3 separate regions of the Rattus norvegicus genome follow, and all the other regions are linked to region 1. Evidence: chromatin contacts called from public Hi-C data. All regions are on one chromosome and are shown on one strand. The core of a region is the stretch at or near the end of the contact, and the rest is flanking DNA. Distances in the headings are between cores, read along the strand shown.

Region 1 (2,700 bases), core at 34-2,533:
GATTCTGCCTTCTTACCTGATCGTTTTAATCATTCCAAAGCCACACATGTGTAGCCACATGTGCATACACATTTTATATACATGTGCACATATAGTCACATGCACATCTACCCAGATGCACACACAGACACGTGGCATGCACAGATGTGCACACAGAAGCACATACGTTGCATACATAGGTATGTATGCATACTCATGCACACAGGTACACAGATATACAGGCATACAAGCATTCACAAACCTGCACAATGAATCACACAGATACAGTTACATGTGCAGGTACTTGTACACATGCAGATATGTGTGCATACTTGCTCGATCATGAAGAGACCAGTTTCTCATGTCAGCTTATGTCATGAAAGGCCATGCCTTCTAAACAATCTTCTGCCTGGACACTCGTACCAGGTCCCTTCCTGGTAGAGACCTTCCTCTGCACTGGAAACATTGGGGTGTAGGGTCAAGAAGTCACCATGCAAAACATGGGAGAAGAGCCAATTGCAACATCTCCTGGGTGGTCACTTTGAAGCTACCCAGTCTGGTCCTGTAAGGAAAAGATACAGGATGGTCTTCTCAATGTGGTAATGCTGTTACAAACATTCTGCCTCCCCGTGTGTTAAGTCCGTCAACACAGCACCTGCCAACAGTGATTCTGAACGCTAAAGCCATAGCAGCAAGACAAGAAATGTTATCTCTTTAGAGAGGGACATGGCCTTGAGGCCTACTGTGTCCGTCTGATGATGTACCCTTTTGGCAGGTGGGTGAGAAGTATGGTGGTTTGAATAAGAATGGTCCCCATAGGCTCATAGATTTGCATGCTCCATCTCCAGTTGGCAAACTTCTTGGAAGGATTAGTAGGTGTGGCCTTGTTGGAGGAGGTGTCACTGGAGATGGGCATTGAGGTTTTAAAAAGCTCACAGCAGGCCCAGGCTCTCTCAGCATGCCTGCCTGCTTACCTGCTGGATCAGGATACAAAGTGCTCAGCTATTGCTCCAGCACCATTAGTGCCACCATACTTCCACAATGACGATAATGGGCTGAGCCTCTGAAACTGTAAGCCAGCCATCAATTAAATGCTTTTTAAAATATATATATGAGTTGCCTTGGCCACTGAGCTCTGTCCCTGCCCTTCCCTCATCTCCCTACCTCTGGAAGGGGAGCAAGCAGCTACTGTAGTCGGCCCCAATCCTAGACTCCTCAGCCCAGATGCCTGGACCCAAGAGTATGAGGGGCTGAGGTGCAGACTCCTTTCTCCTCACTGACAGCCTAAGAAGGCGGCCACACTCTCAGAGCCAAGCAGATCTGGGAGCATACTGCCTCCCCATCACATCTCACCCGCAATGAGTGAGGAGGTGGGGGGAGGATCCAGTATTCAAATGTGCTGCTGCTCAAAGAAGAGGTGAGAATGCTGACTGTACTTTTGGCAAGGTGCTGCTTCTCCAAAATGCCATTTTTTTTTTGTACTGCAGTAAATTCCAAATGTTCGGAGATTTAAAAGAACCAGGGGATGGGGGGAATACTCAACTGACCACATTTTTCTTCTGGTCTTTAACCTAGTAACTTCTCCCCTTCCTCCCAAACTAGAGCACATTTCAAAACTGAACTAGAATCCTGCTTCACTTTCTCTTTCTGCTTGACATATAGAACATGTCCTCCCGGCAGCTCTTCTGCAGAAAGTAAGAAGAAGCCAACAGACACAGGGAGATCACTTGACTCCTGCCCCCTTTTCGGCTAGATGCCTCAGCCGCCCCGCCTTCTTGTTATAAATAACCCTGGAGGAAGTATCTTTGAGGACATAGCTTGTTCTTTATTGGGGATTGTTCCTGTAAATCATCTCCTCCAAAAGGTATTCCTGAGTCAAGATAAACCTCCACAAGCTCTCGAAACGCATTCACAAAGAGAAACACAGCTCCTTGTCTAGAGCCACAGTGTCGTGTAATTGGCAGCTTACTAAACCTTCAAATACCCAAGTTTCTAGAAATGCTGCTTTCATCATTCATTCATTGTTGAAGTCATAAATCACAGTCCCTGTTCTCTTCCTTGTAGGGGATAGTCTAGGTGAAACATCCAAAGTGGACAAACATAGAAAGTTCCAGACACCTAGAGTCCTAAATATTCAGGTATTAATAACCCAGCCTGACTCTGTTCATCTGGCTGGGGTGGGAACGGTTGCCTGGGAGGCTGGGTAACCTGAGAAGTCACACTAGTCCTAGCCTAGCCTGAGTCAGGTCCCTTTAGCCCCTCCCAACTTACCCTAGACCAGAAACCCAAGGATCCCAAACACCAGCCATTGCCTCAACCAGAAGGTTGTGGGTGGGGCAGTCAGGCCTATGCCCAAGCTCGGGGTCAGATGCCACCTGTCCCAGGTTCCTCCCTTACAAGAAACACTTCCCTTTCTTCTAGATCTTCCGGGGACGTTCTGAATGTGGTCTTAACTGTATTCTCATATACTGGCATCTCAGGCCTTCTACTCCTTGCATCCTGTCAGACACATATTGCACTTACATGTTTTGCACTGTACTGAGGGAAGAGTCTACTGAGAAATGTCATGCGGCAGCGTTCAGGCCCTTGATGGTCCAGGATCTGATTCTCCTAACAACCTGCTGCCGGTAGCCAGGAAGAGACTAAGACAGAAGAGGATGAAGCCTCTTGCTCGTGACCTCAAAGGCTGATGAGAGGCTAGGTCAGGTTCCTGAGTCTGCC
Region 2 (2,700 bases), core at 176-2,675, 93 kb before region 1:
AAGAGACATCAAATACCCACTGCTAAAGCCCAGCGTAGAGATTCTCAAGCTCATGATCCTAGAACTCAAGTTCTCAAGTCAGGAGGCCTGCAGGAGGTCCAGGCTAGCCTGGGCTACTGAGTAAATTCCAGGCCAGCCAGGGTTGCAGTGTGAGACTCAGTCTCACAAATAAACCACAATCCCTGGCTAAATTAGCCCAGTGGTGCAGCACTAATAAAACTCGGCAGTTCTGCCTAGGAAACCATTAGAACTACTCATGTCAAAAGCCGCATGCCAGTCAGCCCAGCTGCCAGGGTCCCCTGGGAGCCACCAGGCTCGCATGGCCCAAATGAGTCGCTGCCTGCCCTGGACCCACCTATTTGTTCAATGAGGTTTCTCCAGGAGTCGGCGGGAATGGGATGGATCATCTGCAGGGCCTCGGTGAGCGTGGTGGGGCTGTCGGTGAGGGCCGGGCACTCCTCGGGTGTGGTTCCATTTCCAGGGGTGGAGGATGACTCGCTGCAAGAGAGGGAGGAGAGCGAGGGCTGTTTATTTTTAAGCAACGACACACCTTGGCTAGATCGCAAGAGGCGACTGTCGGTCCGTACAAGCGGCTGCTGGCCGGGGTTGGGGGGGGGGGGTTGAAGGTACTGCCCTAAGCGCTTCCAAGCTAAGGGGGTCACAGTGGCCGCCACGTGTCCGGACCAGGCGAGCCCGACAAACCCTTTTTGTCACCATACCAAGGCGCGACGGGGTGATTCACTCCCACACCCGTCCGCCCAAACCTTCATGTTTTTCGAGCTCGCGGGCAGGCGTCGGAAAGTTGGCGTACCCTGGCCGCTCCACAGCGCGGGAGGCCGCCCCAACGGGTCCTGCTAGCCAGCTGCCACCCCACGCCCTTAGCCGTCGCGCGCCCCCTGGCCCCACTCGGGGCTCCGTCCTCCAGTCCCAGAGACGGAGAGCGCAGAGAGGGGCGAAGGGAGGGACGCGCACACTCTGGGCGTCCAGGGAGAGGGTGCAGGAGGCCAGCCACCCCGCGCTCGGACTGGGTGCTAGTGACCTGGACCAGGACGCACCGCTCTTCCGGGGGGAAGGTCCGTCGGGTTAGAGTTAGTGGGAGGCAGCAGGAGCCCCGGAGCAGAGGACCCGGATAGGCCGCAGGGGTCCGTGAACACCGCCTACGGTGCGAGTGGGAGGGAGCAAGTGGGGACGGTGCGCGGGGGCTGGGATGCAGCCCGTCCTCACCTGCCGGGCAGGTGTCCCGCCGCCGAGTCGCGCGTGTCGCTCTCCGAGGTGGAGCTGTCGTGGTCCACGGCGCAGGCAGCGCTGAAAGCGGCAGCCAGCAGCTCCATGGGGACCAGAGACAGGGTAGGCTCAGGAGCCGGTGGGGGGCCGCGCGGGGGACCCAGGGCCGGGCCGGGGGCAACGCGCGGGCTCGAAGCGAGGTCTCAGCGCGCGCGGCTCAAGCCCGAGCTGCAGCCGCCGCCGCCGCTGTAGAGCGCTCCCGCGGACGAGCGCGCGCCTGGAGGCTCCCGGGGTTGCCACGGCAACGGGGGAGGCGGGCGGGGCACGCGCGGCGGGGGCGAGGCCAGCGGCGGCGAGGTGGGGGCGCTGGGGCCGGGTGCACCCGGACCAGGGGGCGGTGACTCCCCACATGGACCGGAGCCCCGCAGCGCCTGCCTCCCCCGCGGCCGCTGGGTGCCAGGAGATGCGGGGACAGAGGGGACAGAGCTGCCTCCGCCTGTCTCCCTTTCTGTCAGTGGGTCGTTTGTAGGAGTTTCTGGAAGGTGCAGTCCAGGCGACCCTCTGTCCCATCCCTTACCCATCACAGGTCAATCTCCTAGATCGTGCCTTGGGAATGTATACCCTCTAATCCCAGTCTGAGAGGAAACATGTCCCCTACACTCCTGCTCTTGACTCCCAGGTAGACGGTGGGGGTCCCCCAATGCAGACTTCTCTCCTGAATGGGTCTTTCTGCTGGACCAAATCTTTCCTAGCGACCCCCCAAACGCTGCCAGAACAGAGTTAAGGAGAAGGATCCAAGTTCCCAGAAACTGCAGTAGGATTTCCCTACCCACAGCAGTTTGTTAGCTCGTGCAGCGCTCAGATGACAAGGATATGTGAGAGAAGTATCTCAAGTCAAGAGTAGCTGTGGCCAGTTCTGAAGGTACCTGGGAGTGAGGGTGGGGTACAGTGCTCCCCTGCCTGGCCCCCTCCACACACCACCTGTGGGCATTGGATATAAGGAACCAGTTCCTGGGGGTTTGAGGCAACTGCGTTTATTGGTTTTTATGGTGTATGAGTATTTTGCCTGCGTGTCTGTATGTGACCAATGTGTTTGCCTGGTACCCTCCAAAATCAGGAAAGGGTATTGGATCCTCTGGATCTGGAATTACAGAATTACTGGGATTACACGGTTGTGAGCCACCATGTGTGTGCTAGGAACCTCTGCTAGAGCAACATGTGCTCTCAACAACTGAGCGTTTCTCCAGCCTCCAGTGTTGCTCGTTCTTGGATGAGTAGATGGGAGGCAGGGCTGGCCGTTCGTGCGAGAGACACAGAGATGTATAAGGGAAGGAAGAGTCATTTCATTTGGAAGGGGCAGTGGTTGATTTAATTGCCGTTTGACACAGTCTAGCAAGAACAGCTACAGAAGAGTCTGAACGAGGGCTTGTCTACATCAGCCATGTCTGTGGGGAATTGTCTTGGCCGAGTTAATTG
Region 3 (2,700 bases), core at 111-2,610, 120 kb after region 1:
AGACCGGAGTAGAAGTCTCAGAGGATCTAGACAGGTTCAAGAGGGCCACAGACAAGGGCTAGCTTTTGCCATCTGTCAAGGTCTCAATATTTCTGGATGTGTAGTGACTTCTAGTCTCTCTAGAAAGTGAAAGGCAGTCTGGTGAGTTACTTGCCACCAAGACTGACCATCTGAGTTCGGTGTCTGGAACTGATGTAGTAGAAGAAATGACTTGTCCCCTGTGAGTTGTCCTCTGACCTCCACATGTGTGTATGACTTTCTCCTTTTTATTCAATCTAGGGCTCCAGCCTATGGAATGGTGCTGCTCACAGTGGGCAAGTCTTCCCACCTAATTATCTAATCAAGATAATCCCCCAAAGAGTATCTTTTGGGTCGTCCTAGATCTCATCAAGTTGATGACTGAGTCAGTTGTCACAGACAGAGCCCTCCAGAAAGAAAGCTTTAAGCCCCTGAGAAGAATAGTGTGACTGTTGGCCCCTGAGCCCAGGGTTTGTTTTGTAATGCATGGCAGCTTTGCTGTCACGGCAGCACCTCACACATAAGTAGTAGCCTCCTCTGTTCCTCTTTCTACCAAATCTCCAGAGATAGCCTCCTTGCTCATGGATGCTCTTGTTAAAACAGAATTAAAGTTGCCTCTGAGGACTGCCCCTCTACCCCCTCTCTCTCTCTTTGAGGCAGGATCTATCTATGATATCTATCTATATCATATATATATATATATATATATATATATATATATATATATATATATATATATATATATATATATGTCTGTTTTGGAACTATGTAGACCAGGCTAGTGTCCCAGGTTTGCCTGTCCCTGCCTCACACAGGCTGGGATTAAAGGTGTGAGCCACCACCTCCAGCCTTATCGTCTCTCCCTAATGCGCTGATTTTAAAAAGTCATCACTTGCGGTGATGCATGGAGGAAAGATATGCTGAGGATGAGGAGGCAAGAGGACCATGGGGCCATCCTGGACTATACCTTTAGCCCAGCATGGTGTTGCATGCCTTCAAGCCCAGCATTCAGCAGACAGAGAGGCAGGTGGATCTGCCAGTTCTGTATCAGCCAGGGATACATAGTGAGTCCCTGTGTTTAAAAAAGAAAAAAAAAAAAAAACAAGGCAAAATTCATGTAAAATTATCCCCTGGAAAATGAGTGATCTGGTGGCATTTCTATGCTGCATGTTACATCATCATGACTGCGTTTAGTTCCAGAACATTTTTATCACCCCTAAATGAAACCCAGAGGCATGAAGCATCTACTCCCCATGTCCTGACGTCTGAACATGTTTCCTCTCCTCTCTCCTCTCCTCTTCCCTGTGGTCCCAGACCTGGCGATCTGGGAAAGGTGGAAGCCCTGCCGCAGGAGGACCTGCCGCTGACGAAGCCCGAGATGTTTGAGAACCCACTGTATGGGTCCGTGAGTCCCTTCCCTAAGCTGGTGCCCAGGAAAGAGCAGGAGTCTCCCAAGATGATGCGCAAGGAGCCCCCGCCCTGCCCAGACCCAGGAGTCTCTTCACCCAGCATCATGCTCCCCAAAGCCCAAGAGGTGGAGAATGTCAAGGGGACGAGCAAACAGGCCCCTGTGCCTGTCTTTGGCCCCACACCCCGGATCCGTTCCTTTACCTGTTCCTCCTCTGCTGAGGGCAGGATGCCCAGTGGGGACAAGAGCCAAGGGAAGCCCAAGGCCCCAGCCAGTTCCCAAGCCCCAGTGCCAGTCAAGAGGCCCGTCAAGCCTTCCAGGTCAGAAATGAGCCAGCAGACAACGCCCATCCCAGCTCCACGGCCACCCCTGCCAGTCAAGAGTCCTGCAGTCTTGCAGCTGCAGCATTCCAAAGGCAGAGACTACCGTGACAACACAGAACTCCCCCACCATGGCAAGCACCGCCAGGAGGAGAGTCTGCTTGGCAGAACTGCCATGCAGGTATGTTGAGCTGCATGTATGTGTGTATGTGTGCATGCATTCGTGTAGTGTGTGTGTGTGTGTGTGTGTGTGTGTGTGTGTGTGTGTGTGTGTGTGTGTGTCCTGGGAAGTACTCTGTGAAGAAGTTTGAACCTGGCCTCCGTCCATCCGTGTTCCTGACTGGCACCTACAGCGATTCTTGAGAGAGACAGAGAGGGGCTGTTGATAAACTCCTACCCCTGTAGAGTAAGGGACTTCAAGTCATTTATATTTTAGTCCTCTCATCCTTAATTAGGCTAGGCACTTAAAACATTCCTGGTATTTTAGAAACTTCGGAGAGAATATCCCCTTCCTATAGAATAGATTTATTCTAGAGCAGAGCTAACAATGATTTAAGAAAACACACACAGTTGAGACTGGACATGATAGTACACTGCTATAATCCCAACACTCTGGACATCTAGGGCACGAGGACTGGGGGGTTCAAGGTCAGCCTGGGCTAAATGGTGAGACAAGCAAGTGCAGCAGTGGAAGCTAAGGTTGTAGCTCAGTGGGAGAGTGTACAGGAAGCCTCCATGAAGCCCTCAGATGAATCTCCAGTATCACCAGGAACAGACTCTAGACCTAGACCTCTGGCCATTCCATTGGTGCATTTATTGCAGTGCTGAGGGTCAAACTCGGGGCCCTACACTAGGCAAATGCTGTCGCAGTCCTGTGTTGGATCTAAATCCCAAGTCTCCCCTGAATAGCTCTATGCCTTTGTAAACTGTCAAAAGAAACTGTTAGTGCTATCT

What was found. Hi-C and Micro-C count contacts between places; a contact is called where the count stands out from the background.
Region 2: a contact with region 1 is called in a Hi-C map of prefrontal cortex, with 5 times the contacts expected there. The contact joins the promoter of Ngef here to the enhancer-like site in region 1. A contact is called at or near these places in 2 of 12 Hi-C or Micro-C datasets (frontal cortex and prefrontal cortex).
Region 3: a contact with region 1 is called in a Hi-C map of frontal cortex, with 1.9 times the contacts expected there. The contact joins two enhancer-like sites. A contact is called at or near these places in 3 of 12 Hi-C or Micro-C datasets (the A7r5 cell line, frontal cortex and prefrontal cortex).

Annotation. Positions count from the first base shown.
Region 1 is chr9:95,719,633-95,722,332 of GRCr8, forward strand. No RefSeq gene overlaps it. Among named protein-coding and RNA genes, the nearest start is that of Neu2, 9.0 kb to the left of the region's middle. Within about 2 kb of position 1,284, at least 11 of the 93 cell types and tissues checked have an H3K27ac peak or open chromatin away from gene starts, as enhancers often do. A contact at or near this core is called in prefrontal cortex, where this site is marked.
Region 2 is chr9:95,626,822-95,629,521 of GRCr8, forward strand. It overlaps Ngef (neuronal guanine nucleotide exchange factor), which reads right to left and starts at 1,426. Exons shown (of 13, transcript NM_001136241.1): 1 at 1,225-1,426; 2 at 356-498. The coding sequence starts at 1,331.
Region 3 is chr9:95,836,256-95,838,955 of GRCr8, forward strand. It overlaps Inpp5d (inositol polyphosphate-5-phosphatase D), which reads left to right. Exons shown (of 27, transcript NM_019311.2): 26 at 1,333-1,927. Among named protein-coding and RNA genes, the nearest start is that of Atg16l1, 32 kb to the right of the region's middle. Within about 2 kb of position 1,361, at least 8 of the 93 cell types and tissues checked have an H3K27ac peak or open chromatin away from gene starts, as enhancers often do.